Regions from separate parts of the Mus musculus genome. Here regions 2 and 3 are each linked to region 1. A link is a contact called in public Hi-C data. All regions are on one chromosome and are shown on one strand. Each heading gives the region's core, a stretch centred on a gene start, on an enhancer-like site or on the middle of the called end of the contact. The rest is flanking DNA. Distances are from core to core; before and after follow the strand shown. Region 1 has its middle 56 kb from the start of Gm30974. Region 2 overlaps Sulf1 (sulfatase 1). Region 3 overlaps Sulf1 (sulfatase 1).

What was found. Hi-C and Micro-C count contacts between places; a contact is called where the count stands out from the background.
Region 2: a Hi-C map of muscle stem cells shows a contact between it and region 1, with 4 times the contacts expected there. The contact joins two enhancer-like sites. A contact is called at or near these places in 6 of 484 Hi-C or Micro-C datasets (Sertoli cells, cerebral cortex, cortical neurons and 2 more) and 1 of 9 other capture datasets (embryonic stem cells).
Region 3: a Hi-C map of muscle stem cells shows a contact between it and region 1, with 2.5 times the contacts expected there. The contact joins two enhancer-like sites. A contact is called at or near these places in 1 of 484 Hi-C or Micro-C datasets (muscle stem cells) and 1 of 115 datasets of contacts at active chromatin or transcription factors (embryonic fibroblasts).

The regions. Positions count from the first base shown.
Region 1 is chr1:12,115,703-12,119,054 of GRCm38.p6, reverse strand. No RefSeq gene overlaps it. Among named protein-coding and RNA genes, the nearest start is that of Gm30974, 56 kb to the right of the region's middle. Within about 2 kb of position 1,559, at least 6 of the 459 cell types and tissues checked have an H3K27ac peak or open chromatin away from gene starts, as enhancers often do. A contact at or near this core is called in muscle stem cells, where this site is marked.
Region 2 is chr1:12,834,093-12,837,444 of GRCm38.p6, reverse strand. It overlaps Sulf1 (sulfatase 1), which reads right to left. Exons shown (of 22, transcript NM_001198565.1): 13 at 1,116-1,332. Among named protein-coding and RNA genes, the nearest start is that of Sulf1, 140 kb to the right of the region's middle. Within about 2 kb of position 1,659, at least 79 of the 459 cell types and tissues checked have an H3K27ac peak or open chromatin away from gene starts, as enhancers often do. A contact at or near this core is called in muscle stem cells, where this site is marked.
Region 3 is chr1:12,775,224-12,778,575 of GRCm38.p6, reverse strand. All of the region lies in intron 2 of Sulf1 (sulfatase 1), which reads right to left. Among named protein-coding and RNA genes, the nearest start is that of Sulf1, 84 kb to the right of the region's middle. Within about 2 kb of position 1,470, at least 40 of the 459 cell types and tissues checked have an H3K27ac peak or open chromatin away from gene starts, as enhancers often do. A contact at or near this core is called in muscle stem cells, where this site is marked.

The DNA.
Region 1 (3,352 bases), core at 310-2,809:
AGTTAGACAGTGGTAAATATTTGAAGTAATTGCAGTGTAGAACTTTCCTCTGTCCTTGATATGACCATTGTCATCTGGAGCATAGTTGTTGTGGGGACTGTTATGAAAAGAAACTCAACACATGATACAACAGCTAGCCAGACCTATGGTATTAGAGCTGCATACATCCCTTCTTAGGGGAAAAAAGAGAGGAACAAAATCTCGAGAAGTCTGTCCCTGAAAACTGCTGCTCCTTCTTGCCTGGCTACATAATCATGGGAATGCTAAAGTATTTGAGGAGAAAATATTGATTGGGAGTGTGACATTTGGTATTGTAGCGACCTCCTAGAGGAGTCCACGTTCATCTCGGTAATGTGCTCCTTCACTGGCCAAGTTTCTGGGTATGCTAGTTATTTTTGCCTTATTGTATATGTTGGAAACAAATCACTGTATGTGCCTCAATCTCAATGAGAGGGAAATTGACTTCAATTTTTTTCAAAGTAAGAGTTTCAAATAATTTCCATATTATATAAAGAGCTGTATTCAGATACAACCAAACTTTTATTTCAGAACATATTTTTAAATATACTTACTTTATTTTATGTGTGTTGGTGCTAGGCTGCATGTGAACCTAAGCATCACATGCGGGCAGTGCCTAAAGTGCCCAGAAGAGATGATTAGATCTCCTGTACCTGGCATTTCAGACAGTTGTGAGCCTCCATGTGAGTGATGGAAATCAATCCTAGGTCCAGTGCAAACCAAGCCAGACTGTGGTAAATATTTGAAGTAATTGCAGTGTAGAACTTTCCTCTGTCCTTGATATGACCATTGTCATCTGGAGCAGCCAGAACTCTGAACCACTTACTGAGCCCTCTCTTTAGCCCTCCTATAATGCAATTTTAATCTCACATAGAAAACATTTTGTTACAGCAGAATATAAAAATGTATAGCGATGCCTGTCACCATACACACAAAGCTGGTAGACCATCTTCGTATGTATGCAGCAATGACATAACATCAATAACTTTTGCAAAGACTTTTCTTTTATGGTTCATTACAAACAAGAGTAGGGGGGTGTAAACATTTCTAGCAAGCACCAAAGAACTAAATAATGAACAAGGGAATATTTTATACAATAGCCAGAGGCAGTGTTGGCCAATTTATTAAGTAAAATTTAATTTGATAATCTTGTCTTGAATGTTGGCAAAAAATGCCTGTAAAAGGAACAGAAGCAATGGGGACCATCGTAAGATTACTTGGAGGTTTCATTTTTCCATTGCTTGTTTCGCTTTAAAGTAAGAAAAAAATCATAGTGACTCAAAAGATTATACGTTATTCCAGGCTAGCAATTCTCCCCCTACTCTGTGAAAGACTGTACATTGTTCAATAAATTAAAAACTCTAAAGTGTCTACTAATTAGTTGCTTTATAAATATGAAGCACAAAAATTGATTTGCCAGTTTTCTCTTTTAAGTAAAGTGACTCATTGTTTTGATGTCTACCATATGACACATTGTTTCTTAGCTGCTCTGAGTGGCCTTTAAGAGACCTCTGCTTTTAAAAATCTTGTTTCATTTATAAAAAAAATAAGCAAAACTTGTTAGAATTTAGGGCGTGATGCCCACACGGCCATGACTACTGGGCTATGTCTCATTATTGAATGTCATACTTGAATCACTCTGGAGCTAATTTTGCTGAGAGATCCTGGGGCCTAAAGTGATAATTAACCTACCCATGGCCAGATGATGAGCACAGTTAGAATTGAAGTACAGACTTTCTGACTCATTTTCGCTGATTATATTTCTTACATGTCTTTGTTTAGATTGAGCCTCACTTACATGACCAATAAAGAATCTAAAAAATGCAGGGCTTCTTTGTGAATGAGTTTCCTCATGGGGTTCTGCCAATCTTCTTGTGGGTCTGTGGAATTCCAAAAAAAACCATGGGACAGCTGCATTATCCTCTTTCGTATTACATAGGAGAGACCCCCTAATAATGCTAAGCTGTGATATTTAGTTCATCAGTAATAACAGTTTGGATTTAGGGAACAGTTGCATTGATTAACCAATATAATTTCCAGAAGACACAGGAAAGCATAATTACCAAGCTCTGGTCTTCCAAACATCTCTGTGCAGGTTGGACTGCCCATGTAGACACAAATCCCTTCCTTACTCTGAGAGAAGAGTGGATCAGGAAGGGAGAAGAAAGGAAGAAGGGGTTGGAGGCGTGGGGTGCTGACACATGTTCTGGGGTGTAAGTTTTAATATTCAACATATTTTGAGTCCTATTGACACCTTCAGCTCTAATGACAGAGAAAGCTATTACAATGGGAATTTAAAGAAAATAGTATCAAATAGCTAAATTAAAGAAACGAAGGATTTGGATAGTTGTGTTAACTGGGCAAGTATCTTTGTCTTTCTGTTCTTCCTTTTTAATAGTGAAATAGTAGTAGAGATTCCATGTAAAAATCTTAGCGTTTGTGTTAATGCACCACAAATGCTAAAGTGTTACTATTATTTTATACCTATATCTGAGATTGGAGTTAAATGGATCTATACTAACTATTTCTATTATTTAACTGTCAACTGTTTCAGATTGTAAAATAGTTTGGCTTGGTTTAGTATTACTAAAAACTTTTGACATATTCTCTGGAGTCTCATGACTTTAGGATATAAATAAGGTCTACATAGTGACAGTTTACTCTTATAGCATCAACCTCAGAAGACAAGATACTAGCTACAACAAAGCTTGACTTATAAAAAACTACTATTGCAGAAGAAGTGGTAGAGTTTGCCTTGGATCAAGATGTGGGCAATGTGATCACTAATATCCAGTGGTTAGGTGGAGTTGGTAGCAAAGGATGTAGAGGTGAGGAGAAGGGCTAGATGCTTAATAGAAGTACTTTAATGTTTCTAGTTTCCTGATGAAGAAGGAAGCAAGATAAACTTTACCTAGAGAGAGTGTTAGAAAGCAAAAGACACGTAAACCCTTGTGTTTCTTGTCTACTGCTTAACAGTTTTAGTGTTTTGTCCTTTTCTGAACTGGCTTACTTTTTGATACACCTTTATATCCCTTTTTAAACGTATTTGATGATATGAGGATCCCATTTCTGCTTAGAGTTTGTGAGTTCTCAGAGAACAGAGTTCTTAGCAGATTGCTTGTGATGCCCTTGGCCATATGGTGTGAGCAATGAAGGTTGATGCATCAAAGATTCAGGTTTTTAAAAACTGAAATGTACAAATAAGATGATCAAAAAAGACAAAAAAATACTTGCTTTTAATAATTTGTGAAGACTCAGATGTCTTGTCATGGGCAAATAGAGTGGAGTAGTGTACTAGAGTTTGGGGAAAGTAAATAAGAGCAAGATGGGAAGA
Region 2 (3,352 bases), core at 410-2,909, 720 kb before region 1:
CAGTAGTGGCTGCCATGACAGACGACGACTTGCACCACTATCACCTCAGGAAAAGAGGAAACCTGCTCCTGTTGTAGGATGCAGTTTGAAAACTTTCTGGCAGGGGACAGTGTTCCTGCTGCTAAGTGGGATGCTTGTATCAGGGGGCCTTGTAACCTTATTAATTCTAGCTGTGATTTTTCTTATGAGGTTTAAGTGTGAAATTTCCTTCCAGGAGGAAAGACAATCCCGTAACTCTGTGTACTGGCTATAAACCACTTTAAGAACCAGTGAAGACCAGTCCACCTAGATAAGGAATTCATGGCCCTCTAGTCTATTCTGTTCAGCACAAAAATGTCGCTTTAAGGAACTCTGAGTCTCTTAAGTGTTTTGTGTCCAATTAAACAGAACTTATTTGTTTCCAGACATAGAATGTGCACAGATTTGAGCCACTTCTCTAATATGCCACGAGGTGGCAGTAGACTATCATTCTTCAGTAGATGTTCCTCCTGTTTTCTGTAGTCTGTATCAATCAGTTACCTGAGAGTTTTTACTAAAAAAAAAAAAAAGAAACAAAAAACCTGTAGGCAGTAAGGATATGCTGTACTGAGTTCAACTAATTTGATACTGCCACTCAACAAGATACAAGCGTCTGACAACATTTAAAGATACAGTCTAAAACATGAAAAATATGCGTTTAAAAACTGCTCATGTCTTTCCTCTAAGGTTAAACACACATGAACTGATTGATACCTAAAATTTAACTTTTAAATCAAGTTAAGGCAGGCATATTAGAGCATTACCATGAAGGTAAAGTCAGATGGCTCTAACCCTCCCCCACTGGTCCCGAGGGACACCCGCTGCGTGTGTGGATGCCCTGGTCCCTAGGAAGTTACTAAGTGGATTTTTATTCTATACTAAGTGAAAATGCTCGCAAAGTAAAATTTCTAGCTGATCTTTGCTATCTTACTTTAAACTGAGCAATGATTTTTGCTTTTATCCTGAAATCTAGGCACCGAGAACATCTCATTTGTGTGTGAATCACGGGGGAGGTTGTCTTGAAAAGGGATCCTCCTGCCGCTGTATGTGTGTGGGGTGTGGGGGGGGGCTGGGGGGGGTCACAAGGTTGAGCTTACTTGGTGTTCCCTTGTTCCTCAGGAACTGCCTTTGATTCTTTCTCTGGCTTCTGCTCGAGCGATAGCCAGAGTCCCTACAATGGCACTCTTTGTCTTTGTCATGCAATCCGCGAGAGTAGAGGTTGCGTGCATTCTGACGGACCGTGAGCAGGTCGCTGGGTCCCTTACACTTGTGGATTCGGAGCTTGCCGGATGTGTCCTCGATGCACTGCCAGTTCTGCAAGAGCCAGCGGGAAGCAGTTGGCGATGCTGAGCCAGTTGTTATTTACAAAGCACCCTAGCAGTAGCTAGGTGTCCGTCAGTCCGGTCCCCCATCATCACCTCCCCCCTCCCCCACCCCTGCCCCGTCCCTCACTGCTAATTCCATTAAGGAGCATAAATGAAAGGGGACTGGCTTTTAAGTGACCCTGCAGTAACTGCTCAGTTCTATTTCGTTTGTGGCAGGCACATACAGATGACAAATCATTGGGAATCAGAACTGCCTCGATGACACTGGCGCTGATAAATGAATCCTCCGCCCCCAGACTAAACAGTCTTGAATGAACCGTGTTAAAACCCTTAGTGTCCCAACACGGAGCCAGCTGTCAGCGCTGCTTCCACCAGGACCCCAAACTGCCCCATTTGTTCTGGAAAAACAAACTTGCCTGCTTTGTTCTCTGCCTCTTGGTTTCTAAAGTGAGCCTGGGCAGAGTGGCAGAGGAGCAAGACGGAGAGGAATTTAATTTGAGGCCATTACCGGCAAAGCCAACTCTGGGTATCCCAGACATTGGCAAACTCATCGTGTTTTCTTTTGATTTTCCTTCTTCTCCTACAAACTCTTCACGCCCGCAGCATGTGGTGGGTCCCAGGGAGACTGATTCGACCTTCCCAGAAAATGCGCTCTGCGGGGGTGGTAGTGGGGGTCGCATTGGGGTTCCTAGTTCCTGTTTTGTCCACAGCTGTGGGAATGCAGCAAGTTCACAGTTCTGGTTCCAACAATGTCTTTTCACCCCGGGAGGCCTCTCAGAAGCCCCTCTCCATTCGAAAGGCCCAATAACTTCTTTACATTTCAGTTTTTCTCTTACAAGCCCTAAAGGACTCACTGGTCAGTAGGAAGAATCCTGGCCTTCATTTGAAGCTATGTTAGCAAGACAACAGAGTGAGCCTGGATAAGGACTAGCACTGTTAAATGTATCCTTTTCTCCCTCCCATATACAAGTGTCGCCTGTGTGCTATTATTGTGTGTATTTCAATGCATAGGTTTCTAAGCTGACACCAGCACAATATACGTATGCTCTAAATATCCATGCGGGCTGAGCCACACATAATTTCAGATAAGTCCTGTCTTGGTGGTAAGGACTTTAATCCTAGCACTTGGGAAGTAGAGGTAGGCGGATCTCTGAGTTCAAGGCCAGACCAGTCTACAGAGTAAGTTTCAGAACAGCCAGGCCTACACAGAGAAAACCTGTCTCAAAAACCTAAAGAAGTCATGTGTGAATAGGATACCCACTCTAGTAGTGTCTATGAGTAGCTCATATCTCCCACTGGTAAGCCAATACCACCAGGAGGCGTCTCTGATGTAAAAAAGCTTGGCCAAGCAATGTGATGGTTCTGTCAGCAGATAAATCAAATGCATAGTAAATCATGGGCAAGCCTTCGCCGTGAGCAAGGGCTCTGCGGTTAACATCCATTTTCATCAAGAGAGCCGCATGCCTGTGCTATATGTATAATTATCAGAGCAGCATTGGGGCTTTCGACCCCACGCCCTGAGCATCTAGAACTCACGCTATGGTCCCACCTGAGCCTCCACACCTCTGCTGTTTCCAAATGATTATTTCAAGCCATGTTACATTCGTCTCTTTTCAGGCTTGGCCTGAAGTGCCTTGAACCTTCAAGGTCTTCACACAGAAGAGCAGGTTGCTGAAGAAAAGGCAGCTAACTACCAAGCCACGTCAGGAAAAGGCAACACAGACCACAGCAATGTGAGGACCAAGCTGCAGAAGATTAAGTAGAGGCTAGCGAGGAGGCTCAGTGACTAAGCACTTTCTGCTCTTCTAGCACATCCAGGGTCAGTTCCCAGCATCCATCTGGACCAGGCAGCTCACATCCACCAGGACCTCCAGTCTCAGGGAATCTAACACTCAGATAAACCAATAAATCTGGTAGCTGATGCCTGTATTCTCAGCACTCAAGAAGCTGAGACAAGTCTGGAGGCAGCTTGGACTGTAAGACTCTATCTCAAACAAACAAACAAACAA
Region 3 (3,352 bases), core at 221-2,720, 660 kb before region 1:
AATCCTGGGCCTACAGACAAGCAATATAGAATTCTAAAGATTTAATTTTTGAGACAAAGCCTCGCTATGTAGTAGAGATTGCCCTGAAACATACTAGGTGGTAGCCCAGGCTAGCCTCATTTCAGGCTCTGGGATTACAGCATGTACCATGACTCAGCTCAGAAGTGGGGAATCAACCCGGACACTATTGCATATGTCAGAAAGATTCTGCTGAAGGGACCCTGTTATAGCTGTCTCGTATGAGGCTATGCCAGTGCCTGGCAAATATAGAATTGGATGCTCACAGTCAGCTATTGGATGGAACACAGGGCCCCCAATCGAGGAACTAGAGAAAGTACCCAAGGAGCTGAACGGGTCTGCAACCCTATAGGAGGACCAACAATAGAACTAACTTGTACCCCTGGAGCTCGTGTCTCTAGCTGCATATGTAGCAGAAGATGGCCTAGTTGGCCATCATTGGGAAAAGAGGCCCCTTGGTCTTGCAAACTTTATATGCCCCAGTATAGGGGAATGCCAGGGCTAAGAAGTGGGAGTGGGAGGGTAGGGGAGCAGGGCAGGGGGGGAGGGTATAGGGAACTTTTGGGATAGCATTTGAAATGTATATAAAGAAAATATCTAATAAAATAAAAGAAGTGAGAAATCATTTTATTAGATATGTCGAACCTTGTTTTGATTTCGTAATGTACATAAACCTAGCACAACTCAGATTTATTTTGCTATTTTATGTTTCTTATGATATATTTGTTGAAAGAAACACTTATTTTCCAAAGAGTAAGATGGAACATCTCTATTTCAAGAGCATTTCTTCACATACTTATCTCACAGTCAAACTCCACAGGAGGAAGAAACATCTCACCTCACTGTAAGAAATTAAGCCACAGCTAAGTGGACACCTTTGACCTACTTTCTGTGGCATCAAGGCCCTCACAGGTGTAGCTGCTCTCAGGAGTGACAAACTGGAAATAAAAGCTTACTTAAGTCACACTGTTGGCCATAAAGACAGAGTTCTCAAGGACTGGCCAACATTTCACAAGAGGCAGAAGGAATCTAGTCTGCCTTCACCCCCCATCCTCCTCCCCCCTCCCTTCAGAAGACTCTAGCTCCTAGCCCAGGGCAGATCATGGAAGTTAATTTAATTTCTCCCACTTATTATTTATAAAATATAAACAAACACTTATAATTTATAGGATAGCTATAAAAAAAAAGTCCAGTGGCCATATTAAAGTCAAAGGTTTTGCTCCGAGATATTTTTCAAGTAAGCTTAAAATTCAGGTTAGTTATATACAGCTAGTTTCAGGAGTTATACCAGGAAATATTATTTTCAGATCTTTTATCCCATTAGTTCACTAGATCATTCCAGTCCTTTCCTGGCAAGATCCACATGCTTGCTATTTTGTGGCTGTGCACTTATCCCCAGATGACTAATAAGCATAGCTGTACACGTCAGGAAGAGTGCAAACATGGCCTGAGGTCACCGAACATGTTACAGTGTGACCAGTGAGAAGTGAGTGGAAGGCCACTAAGAAAATCAATTCATTCATCTTCTCCATAGAGCATAGACGGACTGCAAATTATCAGCCTATTCTTATCGACACCGGCCTGACTTACAGCATTTTCTTCCAATCTAATTCACCGATCTATCTCAGATCACGATCTCAACACACAAACAGAAACAGATTAGCTCCGAGGAGCTGCACCAGGGCAGGGGTTTATAGCCATCAATTCACTGACATTTACAGGTTTACAGGATGTTGCTTGTCTCTAGGACCTGTAGTAACTTGAAATTTACCCCAGGAATGTCTTGGTTTACTGCCTGAACAGAAGATGGAGAACATTTTAGGAAGTGGAAACATTTTACTCAACTTTAGTCTCTAAAGTTGATACTTGTCTTGTTTGTAAGACAAAAAGCCTTCCTGGGCTTCTGGCTCAGACTATGATCTTTGCTCATGGATGTTTGAACAAGTTGATGTCTACTTGCCCGGTAGTATTTACAGATACATGCTTACTGGAGGAATAGTCTTTAACATTCATCTGGACTCCTCAGCTTCCCACACCCAGTAGAGTTCCACGCCTAGAATTTAGTTTCTCACTAAGGACTCTACTTTGTTTTCCAACTTTCATTTCTCAGCACACACAAGAGCAGTTCTTGTCACACAGAGAAGGAGTTGATGTAATTAAATCAGCTGATGTGCCCTGAAAGTAAAACCAGACATTCGTGAAAGCTGATCACCAGGGGCCATTCTGAACAATGCCTATTTCAAAGCAGCCCTAAGCACGCTCTTCTCTTTACCAAATTGGTTCCACGAAATGGAGGGAGGTGTTATTAAAACCTGATGTGATGCTGATATCAGAGATTATAATGCCTTGGGGTTGTACTGATTTGAATGTCCAAGCTTTGAAAGCACGGGGCAACTGTCAATGATATTGATAAGCTTGGCAACACACAGAAGGTAAATGATTCTTAACTTGTTACACTTGATTCTTACATGGCAACTGTCAATGATATTGATAAGCTTGGCGACACATAGAAGGTAAATGATTCTTCCTTGCTAATTGAGGGGAACAAAATTAAACACAGCTCTGCAAGTTTAGATTGTGTCTCGACATAAAGTTTGTATGTAAAAGTGAGAGGAAAGCAAAACAGTGTTCACTAATGGACAAATGAGCAAAATTTGGAAACTTAATAGCTATGATTCAAGAGGAGCTTGAGCCATTAAGAAGGAAGTCTTTGTAAAGCCTGAATGACAAGCACACCAGACTGCTGGCCCGCTACCGTCAAACAAGAAGCAAACGTGCCAAATACATCTGACAAGTTCATAGTCCTCAGTAGCCAGAGTAGATTCTTAGCCCTTCGAGTCTGGCTACTGATTTTCCAGGGCCCCAGCATTACCAGTGTTTCCAGTTCCGATGGAGCTCAGGATGTTGGTGATGTTTCCTGTGAAGCTTCTGTGTCTTGATTGTATTTAGTCACAATTAAGTATCCAGGATCACATTTGATACGTTTCTGGATGGAAGGCCAAGCTACTGTAAATCAAAGATTTCCAAAATCATGGAAGAAAACTGCTGCATGTGCCTTTATATTTCTGTTGTTCCAAATCAGAAATCTTCCAGAATTTGCATACTTACATGGCTAACTCATTTTCTTGGAGCGTGTAGCCCAAAAGAGAAGCTGAAGATCTAGACTGGACTCAAACTCCAAGTACTAGCTTTAATTTTCCACTTCCTGGCAACTAAGCCATTGACTTCTCTCCAGCTCCTAGGCTGTGCAGAAGGAAGCTTTCTTTCCTGGAAGAACTAACTCTACCATGCTTGGCTCTTAGTGTCAGAGCACTGGACGCTACAGTGGAGCTAT